4 separate regions of the Zea mays genome follow, and regions 2, 3 and 4 are each linked to region 1. A link is a contact called in public Hi-C data. All regions are on one chromosome and are shown on one strand. Each heading gives the region's core, a stretch centred on a gene start, on an enhancer-like site or on the middle of the called end of the contact. The rest is flanking DNA. Distances are from core to core; before and after follow the strand shown.

Region 1 (3,298 bases), core at 254-2,753:
GGGTTATGGTTAGGGATTGGGATTGCCGACTGGAGAGGGAGAGCCGGAGAGGGACGTATCTGCCAAGCCGCAGCCCGGAGCCGGAGACGATGACGTGGGAGGGAGAGCCGGAGTCTGGAGAAGAGGAGATTAGGGTTAGGGATTTCTCGATTGGGGAGGGACCGAGCCACCAAGGGAGAGCCAGAGTCTGGAGAGGGGCGCCGCACGGAAGGGGAGCTGGTGACGAAGATCCGGCAGAGACGACGACGACAGTGAGGCGGTGCCGCGGTAAGCAAGCAGCGGGCGAAGGCGCGGTGCAGAGCGAATTGATTGGGGAGAGGGAGAGCCGAGAGCGCGGAGTGGCCGAGTGGGGAGAGGGAGGCCGGGCGCCGGGCTTATGCCCCCGCTCCCCGATACCGGGCCGCCGTGCCGCCCGGCGGGCGCTGCCGGCAGCCCAGACACGGCCTGGTTAATTGGTCCGGGCCGGCCCGGGCATGACTCCAACTGGGCCGTGCCGTGCTTGGGCCGGGCCAAAAAACCGGATCTCGTGCCGGTGCCGGGCTATCGTGCTCTGGGCTACATGCTCATCTATAGTTATGATTGGTTAACTTCCATCGGCTTCTCACTAGTCACTAGACCGACACAAGCTAGTTAATCCTTATATCGACTTAATCACGACAGACAAAAGTTACTACACGTCAAGGTTAATTTCCGTCGACCATTTACGACCGGAAAAAGTTACTAATATTCGTCGTTTAACAGGTACCGGCGAAAATCCAACAAAAAAATAGATAAAACCGACGAAAATCAATTAACTTCAGTTGGTTTTGTCTAATTTCTGTCAGGCATAAAATTTCTCGGTTTTTCTGTTGTGCTTGTTTTCCCGCTCCTTTCAATCTCCTAGAAAGGTAGGAAGGAGCAAAGCTGGAAGAGCATCAACCTTTGTACCATCGCGTCCACATCATGCATGAGGAGTCCAAAAAGCGGACAAACAAAACAAAAGTACTCAGGCGTGCGTGATGCATCAACGGATCAACCTGCTCTCTTCTTTCTTTGCCCTTTGCACGGCATGGGGAGTAGGAGTAGGGGGTACCGTATCCATGTCAAGATCCTCCCCCTACTCCCGTCTCCACTCCATGACCCGATGGGACGATACATCATTTTCCTCTCATTCCCTTTGGCTCGTTTTGATACCCTCAAGACTGGCTGGCTGGCTGAAAGGGATGGGAGGGAGAGGTCTCTGGTGATCCAGTCTCCATTGTAATCACTAATCAGTTCTTATTTTCCTTCCCTGTCCTCTGTTCCATTCCCTAGTCTCTCTCTACTCTCCACTCCACTTGCTCTGGAGTATCCCGCCCGGAGTCCTCTCCTTGCTTTGCCATTGTTCTGGTGAACCACACCACCTTCCCAACAAATCCGAGCTATTAGCTAAAGCAATACCCGCACCACCATCGCCATTGCCGACCCCTCCTCTTCTTAACCTCCATGCATGCTGCATGCCACGGCTTCACCTCACCTCCACCGCCATGGCCGGCACCAATGGCGCCCCTCGCCTTCTCCGCCTCCCTACCACTGCCACTACCAGTACCAGCTCGACGCCACTGCTGCGACTACTAGCGCTACTACAGCTACTATGCCTCGCCTCGGCGCTTAACCAAGACGGCATACTGCTGCTGTCCTTCAAGCAATCCCTCGCCTCCGACCCCCTCGGCTCCCTCTCCGGCTGGGGGTACGCCGACGTCACGCCCTGCGCGTGGAACGGCGTCGTCTGCTCGCCGGACTCGCGAGTCGTCAGCGTCGTCCTGCCCAACGCGCAGCTCGTCGGCCCCGTCGCCAGGGAGCTCGCCCTCATCGAGAACCTCCGCCACCTCGACCTCTCCGGCAACGCGCTCACCGGGACCATCCCGCCCGATCTGCTCCGCGCGCCGGAGCTCCGCGTGCTCTCGCTCGCTGGCAACGGCATTACCGGCGGCCTGCCGGAGCAGGTCGGCCAGCTGCGCAGCCTCCGCGCGCTCAACCTAGCCGGCAACGCTCTCTCCGGGGCCGTCCCGCAGAACCTCACCCTGCTGCCCAACCTCACCGCTGTCTCGCTCGCCAACAACTTCTTCTCCGGCACGCTCCCCCGCGGGGGCTTCCCGGCGCTGCAGGTGCTCGACGTCAGCGCCAACCTGCTGAACGGCACCCTGCCGTCGGACTTCGGCGGCGCCGCGCTTCGGTACGTCAACCTGTCCTCCAACGGCATCGCCGGCGCCATACCGTCGGACATGGCCTCGCGTCTGCCGGCCAATGTCACCATCGACCTGTCCTACAACAACCTCACCGGCGCCATCCCGTCGGTGCCGCCGTTCTCGGCGCAGAGGCCCACGGCGTTCGAGGGCAACGCCGAGCTCTGTGGAAGGCCCCTCGACAGCCTCTGCGGCTTCACGTCCTCCTCCTCTGCTGCCGCGGAGCCCCAGCCCCCGAACGCTACCGCGAAGTCGCCGCCGGCCATCGCGGCGATACCCAGGGACCCTACCGAGGCGCTTCCTGGCGATGGTTCCAGCAGTGCCGCAGGCGCGTCGGCGTCCGGGGAGCAGCGCGGCAGGATGCGGCTTGCTACCATCGTCGCCATCGCCGCCGGTGACGTGGCTGGCATCGCCGTCCTGTTCGTTGTGGTCATGTACGTTTACCAGGTGAGGAGGAAGAGGCAGCGTCAGGAGGTGGCGGCGAAGCAGAGGACGGGCGTCGTGTTCAAGAAGCCGGATCCCGACGAGTCTCCGGACGCTGTCAGCCGGAGCCTTTCCTGCTGCCTGCGCAAGAAGGCCGGCGACGACAGCGACTACTCGGAGGAAGTCACGGACACGTCGCCGGCCTCCTTCGCAGATCACAAGAACGGCAAGGCGGCCGGAGCTGAAGCGGCGAGCAATAAGAAGATGGGCGGGGACGGCGCGGTGCTAGTGACGGTGGACGGCGGCGCGGAGCTGGAGCTGGAGACGCTGCTGAAGGCCTCGGCGTACATCCTTGGCGCCGCCGGCAGCAGCATCGTGTACAAGGCCGTTCTGGCCGACGGCGCGGCGCTGGCGGTGCGCCGGATCGGCAGCGAGTGTTCGGGGGTCCGGCGCTTCGGCGAGCTGGACGCGCACATGCGCGCCGTGGCGAAGCTGCGGCACGACAACATCCTCCGCCTGCGCGGCTTCTACTGGGGCCCTGACGAGATGCTCATCATCCACGGCTTCGCCATCAACGGCAATCTCGCCAACCACTCCGTTAAAAGTACGTTATCTATTCGGAATTCGGTCCATCATCATCACCCACCCCGGGCCGTTGCCAAAATGACAAT
Region 2 (3,298 bases), core at 574-3,073, 250 kb before region 1:
AGTACCCATCGGGAGTGTAATTGTGGCTTTACCGGAGCCTATTACACATAAATCGCTTCCGGCGATTGTTGTAATACTTCCAACGTTCTTCGTGATTGTGTGAAAGTATTTTGTTTCTCTTAAAATGGTATTTGTCGTGCCACTGTCGACAATACATATATCCTCCATAGACCTTTTTTTACTTCCTTTTCTTGCTCTCCTTTGTAGAGCCAGGTGCTGATAACGTGTTAAGAACCCCTTGCTACCAAGTGTAGTCCAAGGGCTACTTAACTGAATAATAGTAGAATACAAGGAGACAAGAGTATAGAGAGAAACTGATTCTTTGTTACTATATGGTGCTGCTGTCCAAAGGTTACATCATATGGGGGGATCTCCTCTCTATTTATAGACAAAAACTAGGGTTCCAGACATATGAGCCACATGGGCCTTCCTGGCCCAAGAAAGGTTTCTTGACAGTAATAAATTACACGGTGACATTTGCGTGTAACGAGCATAACTCACGCACAGGCTTTGCGTGCCGCGCCCGCCTGCCTGCCTCTCAGTCACACAGCACGGGGTTTCCACCACCATGCTTGCATGCATCGTGTGCGCCATTGAATTGGGCGCACCTGATGGACGAATCCACGCTGTCTTTGGCTTTCATGTGACATTTCTTTCTCCTTCCCCCGCCGTCACCCACCAAAATCATCCGTGTAAGCGTAGCGAGGATGATAGAACACAGCGCAGCACAGCACCGGAAAAGCGTGTGCAGCGCACAGGGGGGACGCCACTGACCAGTCAGTCAGCCGCCCAGCATCCGTATCGGCGCGAATCTGACAAGCTGGTGCTATCGGATTCGCATTTACTACTACGTGGCCTGCCTGCCACGGCGGCTACCTACGTACAGTACCCCCTGCTAGGGCTAGCGGTAGCGCCTGCCATGCCACTTGTACCGTTCCAAAGCGACCATGCGCCAGAGTAGAGATGTATGATGATCTATTGCAAATCAAATCAAACCAACCGCTGCGAGAAGGCCAGGTCCTCCCGTGACTCTGGACGCCGTTGGTGAAAATGGCAGGCTATGTATGCATCACACTCACACACTCGCACGAGGATCCCTACTGACCTCGGATCTGTCGCGGAAACAGCCGCGCTAGCTAGTTTTCACGGGCGCTGCGCATCTTGTGCTCACGCTCCACAAGGCTGATGGATACTTGCGTTCAACTCATCCCCGTACAACAGCGGAGGAAAACACGCACAACCAACCCAACCCAACCAGGCATTTACTCAAGAAATCACCAAATTTCAGCACATAAATTTACAGCTGTACTGTTTTGGGGATCAATCCCTGCAGGCAATATCGGTACTAGTATGTACTACGTACTACATGTACCTCATCAAATGCTGCCTTGCATTCAGCATATCAATCTGGGCCCGGCCTGGGGAACCTGCAAATAACTCTGCATTCACCTCACACACACAAAAGTTAGATAGTACACACACCACAGAGCAATAACAAGACGCGCAAGCATGCAAATTCACGGCGCAGATGTCACCCGCACGAAAACAAGGCGGGCAAGGAAATCAAACTGGAATTCGGTGCTGGGTGTTTGGCAATCCATAAATCTGGAGCTTTAGACACCATAAGGTTTATCAGAACCGTTCGGTTTCGATCGATCGACTAGCACGCACAGCAGTTAGATAGGCCTACGTAGGCAGGTGGGAGGGAGGAAGGCCACAGGGCGATTCCTTCTTGCTCAAAGCTCCTAAGGCCCACCAAGGTGGGCGCCGAGCTCGCCAAGGTCGCCGTCGTCGTCCTGAAGGCGGACGGCATCCAGCTTCTGCCTCAGCACCGTGATGGCGTTCATGATCAGCTCGTAGGCTGTGATGGCGCCGGTTGTTTCTACGGTGAAGACGAAGCTGTCCTCCTTGGCGGTGATCTCCACCAAGCCTGGCTTCCCGATGGCCTCGGCGTGCTTGATCACCTCGTCGTCGTAGGTGTATGCCTCCGCGTTTTTCACCACCACCTGATTATTTTATACACAAAACAAAAATGTAGCTGCTCAACACCATGGATCTGTTAGGAAGGGCAAAAAAAAATACGCCGGTGGAACAGACACAGGCAGCTCTGTCAGGTGTTGCGCCAAGTACCCACCAGCGCTGGTGATCTATTACGGTTGGTTTCCACTGAAGATGATTAACCATGGACAAAATCATTCAAGCTGAACAAGGAACGAGGCGAGCATGACCCAACTGTATTTGCGCAGTTGCCACGAGAAGCTGAACAACCAGAATTAAACAAAACTGACACGCATGGGCGCATGGCTAACCTAAGTGATTTGCATGTCCCATCATTTCAGAAAGCATAACAGCATAGCTTGTGTACTGCATTCGTTGCCTTTATAGGTAAAGAACCTACATTTGCAAATACATGTTAGAGTTCATTGGTTTTTACGATGATCAAGATCGGGTTTTGAAGAAATTTGGCAGAAAAATTATTGTTTATGTGATGTAACAAAGGGACACTTCTGAACCATCCACAAGACACCCTGCCTGTTGTGGGTTAACAAGAATGCATCTCAATCAAATGGATTCTCTTTCACCAATGGATGGTTTTAATATCATATGACAGGTAAATCATATTGTATGTTGCCTATCCCCAAAATTCATAATGTTTTTCAAATGCTGCTAAGAAAGAATCACCAAAGAAGCAAGAGAGTAGCAACTATATATTTTATTAAGCTAAATCAAATTCGCAAAAAAGAAACTTAAATAGAAAATAGTGCACGCATAGGATGATTGAACAGTTCAATGCAGTATAAGGTGTGTCTGTTATTTCTAGGGTGACCCACAGTGCAACTTCGTCTAAAGTTGCCACACCAAAGCAACACACAGCTAGAGACAAAGAGCCTAGGAATGAGCCTCTCTGTCTTTTAGAATATCAGAAATTGAATTCGACAAAACAAGGTTTTTTTTCTCAAATGCGCAGGAGACTTGTGGTTTCTGCTGGGTTTCATCCCTAACCTACCCCAACTTACTTGGGACAAAAAGGCTTTGTTGTTGTTGTACACAAGAGAGCTGATACATTCCTTTCTCATAAAAAAAATCAAGTGCAAAATAAGGCCCATCAATGGTAACAAGGTTTTCTGGTCGCTTCACTGTGGTGCCCTTACAAGTCAATAAACAATATAAGTTACATTTGCAGTCACTTGCTAATTTCCCTCCAAAGAATGTACCTAGATGTTTAATTGACGTGTTCATGCTCTTGTAATTCATTCGAAGCCTTGGATCATCAACATCGAGCTCTTGTAATTCGTTC
Region 3 (3,298 bases), core at 374-2,873, 140 kb after region 1:
ACAAGGCCAAACATGCAAAGTCAAAAAAGTAGGGGCAAATCTACAATTAAACCCCAAAACAGGGGGCACTTATTTAGTCAAAAGTTATGGGTGCCGACAGTTTGGATAAAGTGTTGTAAACCACATTGTTTAGTTCAAAATCTAGACTAGCATGTCATAAAAACTTTAGATTGGAGTGGAATTTCCACTACTCAAAAAAATACCAAGGTATTCTGAATACCGTGGTTTTGAAAACATAGTGGTTAGAGAAGCAACCAAATACCTCATGTTATATAAAATACTTTAGTACATTCCTATAAAACCATGGTATTGTATGGAAAACTATTAAAAAAATAAATATTGCACTTCCAAACATGCGTTAATCGCAACACCCGGATTTAGAATTACGCGCTACAACTCACACACGCTTATAATAAACGTATACACCCATCACTAAAAATACATGCGCACAAACTCTACCCCAACTAGCATTTTTAAAGACAAAATTTCAATGTTAATGAAGTTACCATAGACGACTGGGTCGTTTATAAGGGCAGACGAATCCGCAACGTGAAGATTGTTCTAGTGACTAGTCTATAGACACTTTAGCACCTAATTCCATTTTAGAAAAAGAAAAAAAAACATATTCCGGCGCAGGGGCCATCCATGGCCGTTCGGACAGAAAGCCGATTAGCCGGTCCGGACCACACCGACAGGCGACAGCTCTCCGAGTCCACGTCCCTGCCAAACTAAACGCAAAGCCAACCACCACCCAGCCCCCAGAGATTTTTTCGTCCCGGATTCTTTTCTTTTTCTTGTGAGCCCACCCACGGCCGTAACGGCAGCACGCAAGCGACCAACGGACGGATGGGTCAGTTGGTGGGGTTCGTGAGCGGGCTGCCGTGCGGACGCGTGTCCCCGTAGCCAGCTGTACCTAGGGATGAAAACGGTCGGAAACGGTATTTATTCGGTAATCAGTTTTTAGTCGTTTTTCTTTGATTGCGAATAAATAGGATATACAATCTATAATACAAATTTGTATTCTTGTTTTTAACATTCAGCTTCTAAAAATTCATAAAAGGTAAACCTCAAATTCATCATATATTTTTTTAAATAATAGATATAAACTTCGGTATGGATTCGGAAATAACTTCGATAATTTTTTCAACTTTTTGTGTTGCAGGGAGCAAATAAAACATAAAACAATTTATATAATATTTTATTCGTATTTGTACTAATGTGCTTGATAACATAAAAAAAAGATCAATATCAAATTTTATACATATCTATTTTAAAATATTAAATTTATCCTAACAGTTCGAATTACTACTTTCATCCCTAGCTGTACCCAATCCACCCCCAACTGCGTCTGCCACCTGCCTTCCTGCCCGCCCATCTGAAACCACACCACGCACGCACGCATTCCTGTGATCCTGTCCTGTGCACGGTGCACCTCGGCTCCGCACCGCTCCGGTGAGGCGGTGACCTCCCACCGGCTGGAGCGGTGGAGTCCTCCCTTCCCTTCCCAGTTCCCATCTGTCTGTCGTCTCGTCTCCCTCTTTTCTGTTTATATATCCTCCTCCCCCTGCCTGTCTGCAACCTTCACTCCCGACTCCACCTCTCTCCGATCGTCTCATCTTCTTCCTTCTCTTCCACCACATCCTTGGCATCTCATCCGGATCGACCAGTACACGCCCCAGTAGTACTAAAGAACCAGTTTCTGAGTAAAACATGGCGGCGTCGCCTTCCCCGTCCGGCAGCGGCGGCGGCAAGGCCGGCGTGGACCGGATCAAGGGCCCCTGGAGCCCCGAGGAGGACGAGGCCCTGCAGCGCCTCGTGCGCCGCCACGGCGCGCGCAACTGGTCCCTCATCAGCCGCTCCGTCCCGGGCCGGTCCGGCAAGTCGTGCCGCCTCCGGTGGTGCAACCAGCTGTCGCCGCGGGTGGAGCACCGCCCCTTCACGCCCGACGAGGACGACGCCATCCTCCGCGCGCACGCCAGGTTCGGCAACAAGTGGGCCACCATCGCGCGCCTCCTCTCCGGACGCACGGACAACGCCATCAAGAACCACTGGAACTCCACGCTCAAGCGCGAGCGCGAGCGCAAGCGCGAGTACTACGCCGATGCGCGCCCCGGCCCCGGCGACCAGCGCTCGCTCAAGCGCACCAGCAGCGACGGGCCCCCCGGAAGCCCGTCCGGGTCCGACCTCAGCGACTCCAGCCACCAGAGCCTTCCCACCGTGATGCCGTCAGCCGCTTCTACCGCCGTCACCTCCCAGCAGCAGCTACAACACGTGTACTACCGCCCCGTGCCGCGCGCGGGCGGCGTGGTCCTGCTCCCGGTGGCGCCGCCTTCTCCGCAGGCTCCTCCAGCAACCTCCTTGTCGTTGTCCCTCTCCCTGCCAGGGCTGGACCAGCAGCCCGAACCATCCCCGCCGCCGCCGCCAACACCTCAAGCACAAGCAAGCTCGCCGTTGAGCGCGGAGTTCCTGTTGATGATGCAGGAGATGATCCGGATCGAGGTCCGGAACTACATGTCCGGGTCGGGCTTCGACGCACACGCCGTGATGGGCATGGCCGAGATCGACTAGTTTCAGCGGCAGGGGTCCAAGACCAAGACAACGAATCGCCGACCGATCCCAGATTCCTTTGTTAATCAGCAGAGCAGAGGCCTTCGTTCCATGCTTGCTGCTGTGCTGCCTGCTGGTGGTACTCAGTAACCAGTAGAGTTTAGACTACAGTACCAGAGAGACGGACGGACGGCGAGACCTCCGATATCGTCATGCTGTTCTTGTACAGGAGACAGCACAAAAAGGGATCGAGAAGATGGATCAGGGAGAAGAGAGAGGACTCACTCGTGTTTCTTGGCTCGTGCAAATTTGCCTTTTGGTTTCGAGTGCAAAATTGGACCACTAAGATAAAGGGGTCTCTTCGATTGGCGGGCTCAGAAATTTGGTCGTTCTTAGATTATTAGGCTAGATGTTGGGATTTTATTTCCTAGATAGTAAGTTTTAAAAATATGGATTAAATCTTAGTTTAGTGTGTCCTAACACCCACTGACCACCGTACACACAGAACCGTACGGACAACACTAGAATGGTCTGCCTGGGAGCTGAGGAGCTCTTTTTTTTTTGGTAGTTGTGGATCACTGCTGAGCTACTTCAGTACTTCTAGATGGTATGGTATGGATGGATGGATGGATGGGCAAGGAAAGGACGAAGAGAAAATATATGGCCATGATGGCTGGCAGACAGGGTAGCTAGCCGGCCGTTGGCAGAAGCCGCGGCAGAGTTGAGTGAGTGACAGCTAACTGGCTGCTTG
Region 4 (3,298 bases), core at 549-3,048, 130 kb before region 1:
TGGCCAAGTCTGTTAAGAGACGCCACCTGATTTCAGTCTCCTTCCCTCAATCCTTGGCCTGGAATGAGCTGCTTCCGGGATTGGTTCCTGACCTAAAAATGGGCCGGTGACCAGGAATTGGTGACAACACATGTTTCACTCGATCATGGGCTGGTTTGCTTACTTACTTGTCCTCCTCAGATTCCATCACTGCTTTATATCGCCTAGACTCAGTTGACTTGAGTTCATCAGCACTTGATCCGAAGGATCCTTGCACCATGCCCTTATGCCAGTCGTTCAAATTCAGTCTGATACTCAAGCACAGAGCCCGCTCTCCACGCTCAAGCGTCTGCTGCAACCAGGAATCCATTGCGCCATGAAAGCTGTGTGATCTATTGTGTATTGCGATAAAAATTTCTCCTTCGTTTGACGCATGTAGTCTTTGTATTGTTGTTGTCCATCGGCCGTTAGACTTTCAACGGCCATCTTCAGAATATTGTTCGGGAAGATAGTAGCGAAGCCACGTTGACTCTCCCTAGTGCATAGGCACCAGAGTAAAATAAATTTTTGTCAATATCTGTCCTAAATTTGTTATGTATTTCCTTTTAAATTGTATGGTTTCCTTTGTGTTGGATAGAGTGTGCACCAGGATGGTTTTTAAGCTGGCTTCGCTCATACGGGAAGATATCGGTGTGATCTTTAGAACCGGCCCATTTGAGGGCCTGATTTTTAGTAGATCTAGACATCTGGTCTCCAGCGGAGTTGCCAAAAAGTGTGTTGGCGCCGATCTGGACGCCAAACACTAGAACGAACCGCCTGACGATGCTTTCTACGGAGGCGCAGACGGTCCTCGCAACAGGGCTGAGCGATTCGTGATCTGGGCGCAGGAACGTCTCCTCCTCTTTCCTCTGTGTACGTCCGGACGGTCCGCGCCTGGGGCTCGGACGATCCACGACGACGCAGAGCATCGTCTTCTTTGCAGCAGACCAAGATCTCGCCTCCCGGGAGGGACCTCGTCGGGTGGAGAGATCCTAGGGTGTCTTGGTGTCGACAGGCCACCTAAGATGTCCTTGGTCGATGTAGAGCCGAAGAGAGATAGAGATTTGAGGTATATGAAGGCTAAACTAGGGCTAAACTAGAGCTACTCCTAATAATACATAAGATAAAAACAATAATTAGAGTTGAGTGTATCGATTGTGGAGGGTTCAATCGGCCTTAACCCTTCATCTATATAAAGGAGGAGGTCTGGACATGTTATAAGTCGGTTTTTAAGTTAAGAAATACCGCAAGAAATCCAGAACCCTAACTGATTCTGCGCACGCACGGACAGTCTGTGTCGTTACGACATACAGTCTGAACAGCGAACCGTCTGGCCTCAGGACCAGACCGTCCGCACAGACTTTTTTTTCTGCTCAACAGTCCCATTATTGAGTTCAAGTTTAGGGAACAATGGTGATCGATGAGGTTCGCCATCACGGGTTGGGAAGAAAATGTCATCGGTTGGCACGACTTGGTACTGTACTGTGGTGTGGACGTATGGTCTTCTCTTTAGGCCGTCTGCAGTAGTTTACCCAAAATTTATCCAAAAATATTATTTTATATTATTCTGCACTGTAAACTACAATGTTCGTAGATTGAAGTTTAAATATGAGTATAATGATAGATAAGGTGCCGTAGATAGCCTCATAGATGGACACCATGAATGCACTGTTGGTTAATCCGTTAGTGGCAGCTCCCTGCTCGTTCGGTGCCCCCGCGCATCAAAATTTACAAGATAATGCAGTGCAGTGCAGCACTGAAATGAAACAACACAGTAGTCCAAATTGACAGCAAATCCCGCCGCCAGTTAGCTTTTCCTGACTATCAGGAAACACCAGGGATTTTTCTTCCCAACAAGGCAACAAACCAATTGTTCACAGGTCTTGGTTGCCGTCTCCACAGCTCTCGCCACCAGATGCCAAATCGGTGGGGGTATAGTGGTATACACGTACACGCGTGCCGAGAGATGGACAGAGATGGCGCACATGGGGGTGCTGCTGAGAGGACAGGAGGAGAGAAAGAGAGAAGCTTGCAATGGCTTGTCCTGGTGTGGTTTGGTTTGGTCCCAGCAAGCACAAGAGTAGGCCATGGCAGTGCCAGCGCGTCCAACCATCATATTTTGCCTGTCAAGTCTAAAGTCTTCCCCACGCCCCCACCTTCCTTCTGTAACTGCAGGTGCAGCTATCAGGAGCATGACTTGTCACCTCACCTTAATCTCCAAGCACCCCAATATTTTATTTTTCAGATCGGGTTAGAAAAAAAAAGAAGGCAAGGTCATATGCAGGTGCAGGCGTGCAGCAGTGCGATGCCGACCCCGCTCTGTCCTCGCTTTCTGTAATCTTCCTCACACAAGTCACAAGGCTGCCTCCACTTCCATCCAGTAGGAACAAGTCAGACACGGAAGGAAGGAGGAGAAGGCACCGGAAATCCTCCCATCCCGCTAGCTGGAACCTGGAAGGGCTGAAGCTGGAGCTGGAGTGCTGGACAGTGACCGAGAGTGAGAGAGGCAGCAGCGGTCCGGTGGCTGTGGCCTCCTTGGTTGATGCTCACCCACCCTCAGGGAGGCACGAGCGTTCCCTCTCCGGCGAGCCCCACCCCGGAACTCCTCCGAGAAATGCGGCGGGGCAGCCACAGATGACACCTTCCTCTTCTTCCTGACCTGCTGCAGAGGAGGGCAGCCTCCTGCATTTCCGGGTTCCCTTGCGCTTGCGCCTCCTATTTCGTCTTTCCACGAGAGTGGGAAGGGGAAGCCGGAGGATGCCGGCCAAGTACCTCGGCCCGGGGGCGTTGGCGGAGGACAGGCGCCAGGACCTCCACCGCCAGGTGGGCTGCGTCACCGGGATCTTGCAGGCCTTCGACCGCCGCCACCCTCTCGCCTCCTCCTCCCACAAGAGGCTGCTTCCCCCAACAGGTCCCGCTTCCTCACTCTCTGCTTTCTCTTCTCTTGCGAGGTTGGAGATCCCCTGTGCGGCTGTGCCCTGCTTCAGTGTGTGTGTGTAGCCATTCTTGCTTCTCCGTGCTTCCAGCCGTGATCTATGCCGTCTATTTCTACCCCATCTCTTTGCCTGGTATCTTTTACTTGGGATGTGCCCAATAAAGGACTCAGCTTTTTGAAGACACATATTAGATTAGATCAGGTTGTATTTTTTATTTTAGTATGGAAAACAGCCTGTACCCAAGTGCTCCGCAGGTTTAAGTCCCTGCAGATTCATGCTCCAGACTTGTGTGTTGGGGATTATTGGTAACTGATGAGTTACCACTTTTTCCGGTCAGAGTGTTG

Evidence for each region. Hi-C and Micro-C count contacts between places; a contact is called where the count stands out from the background.
Region 2: a Hi-C map of bundle sheath shows a contact between it and region 1, with 2.2 times the contacts expected there. The contact joins the enhancer-like site here to the promoter of LOC100383466 in region 1. A contact is called at or near these places in 2 of 25 Hi-C or Micro-C datasets (bundle sheath and endosperm).
Region 3: a Hi-C map of root tip shows a contact between it and region 1, with 2.7 times the contacts expected there. The contact joins the promoter of LOC100502222 here to the promoter of LOC100383466 in region 1. A contact is called at or near these places in 2 of 25 Hi-C or Micro-C datasets (root tip and tassel).
Region 4: a contact with region 1 is called in a Hi-C map of endosperm, with 1.5 times the contacts expected there. The contact joins the promoter of LOC103647243 here to the promoter of LOC100383466 in region 1. A contact is called at or near these places in 4 of 25 Hi-C or Micro-C datasets (ear, endosperm, leaf and 1 more).

Annotation. Positions count from the first base shown.
Region 1 is chr2:168,131,977-168,135,274 of Zm-B73-REFERENCE-NAM-5.0, forward strand. LOC100383466 reads left to right here and starts at 1,504. Exons shown (of 2, transcript NM_001176114.1): 1 at 1,504-3,231. The coding sequence starts at 1,506.
Region 2 is chr2:167,882,833-167,886,130 of Zm-B73-REFERENCE-NAM-5.0, forward strand. LOC100282883 reads right to left here. Exons shown (of 3, transcript NM_001369247.1): 3 at 1,424-2,006. The coding sequence ends at 1,746. Among protein-coding and RNA genes, the nearest start is that of LOC100282883, 7.8 kb to the right of the region's middle. Within about 2 kb of position 1,824, at least 17 of the 20 cell types and tissues checked have an H3K27ac peak or open chromatin away from gene starts, as enhancers often do. A contact at or near this core is called in bundle sheath, where this site is marked.
Region 3 is chr2:168,273,281-168,276,578 of Zm-B73-REFERENCE-NAM-5.0, forward strand. LOC100502222 reads left to right here and starts at 1,624. Exons shown (of 1, transcript NM_001196699.1): 1 at 1,624-2,847. The coding sequence starts at 1,711. The coding sequence ends at 2,568.
Region 4 is chr2:168,001,240-168,004,537 of Zm-B73-REFERENCE-NAM-5.0, forward strand. LOC103647243 (protein LONGIFOLIA 1) reads left to right here and starts at 1,799. Exons shown (of 5, transcript XM_020548456.2): 1 at 1,799-3,298.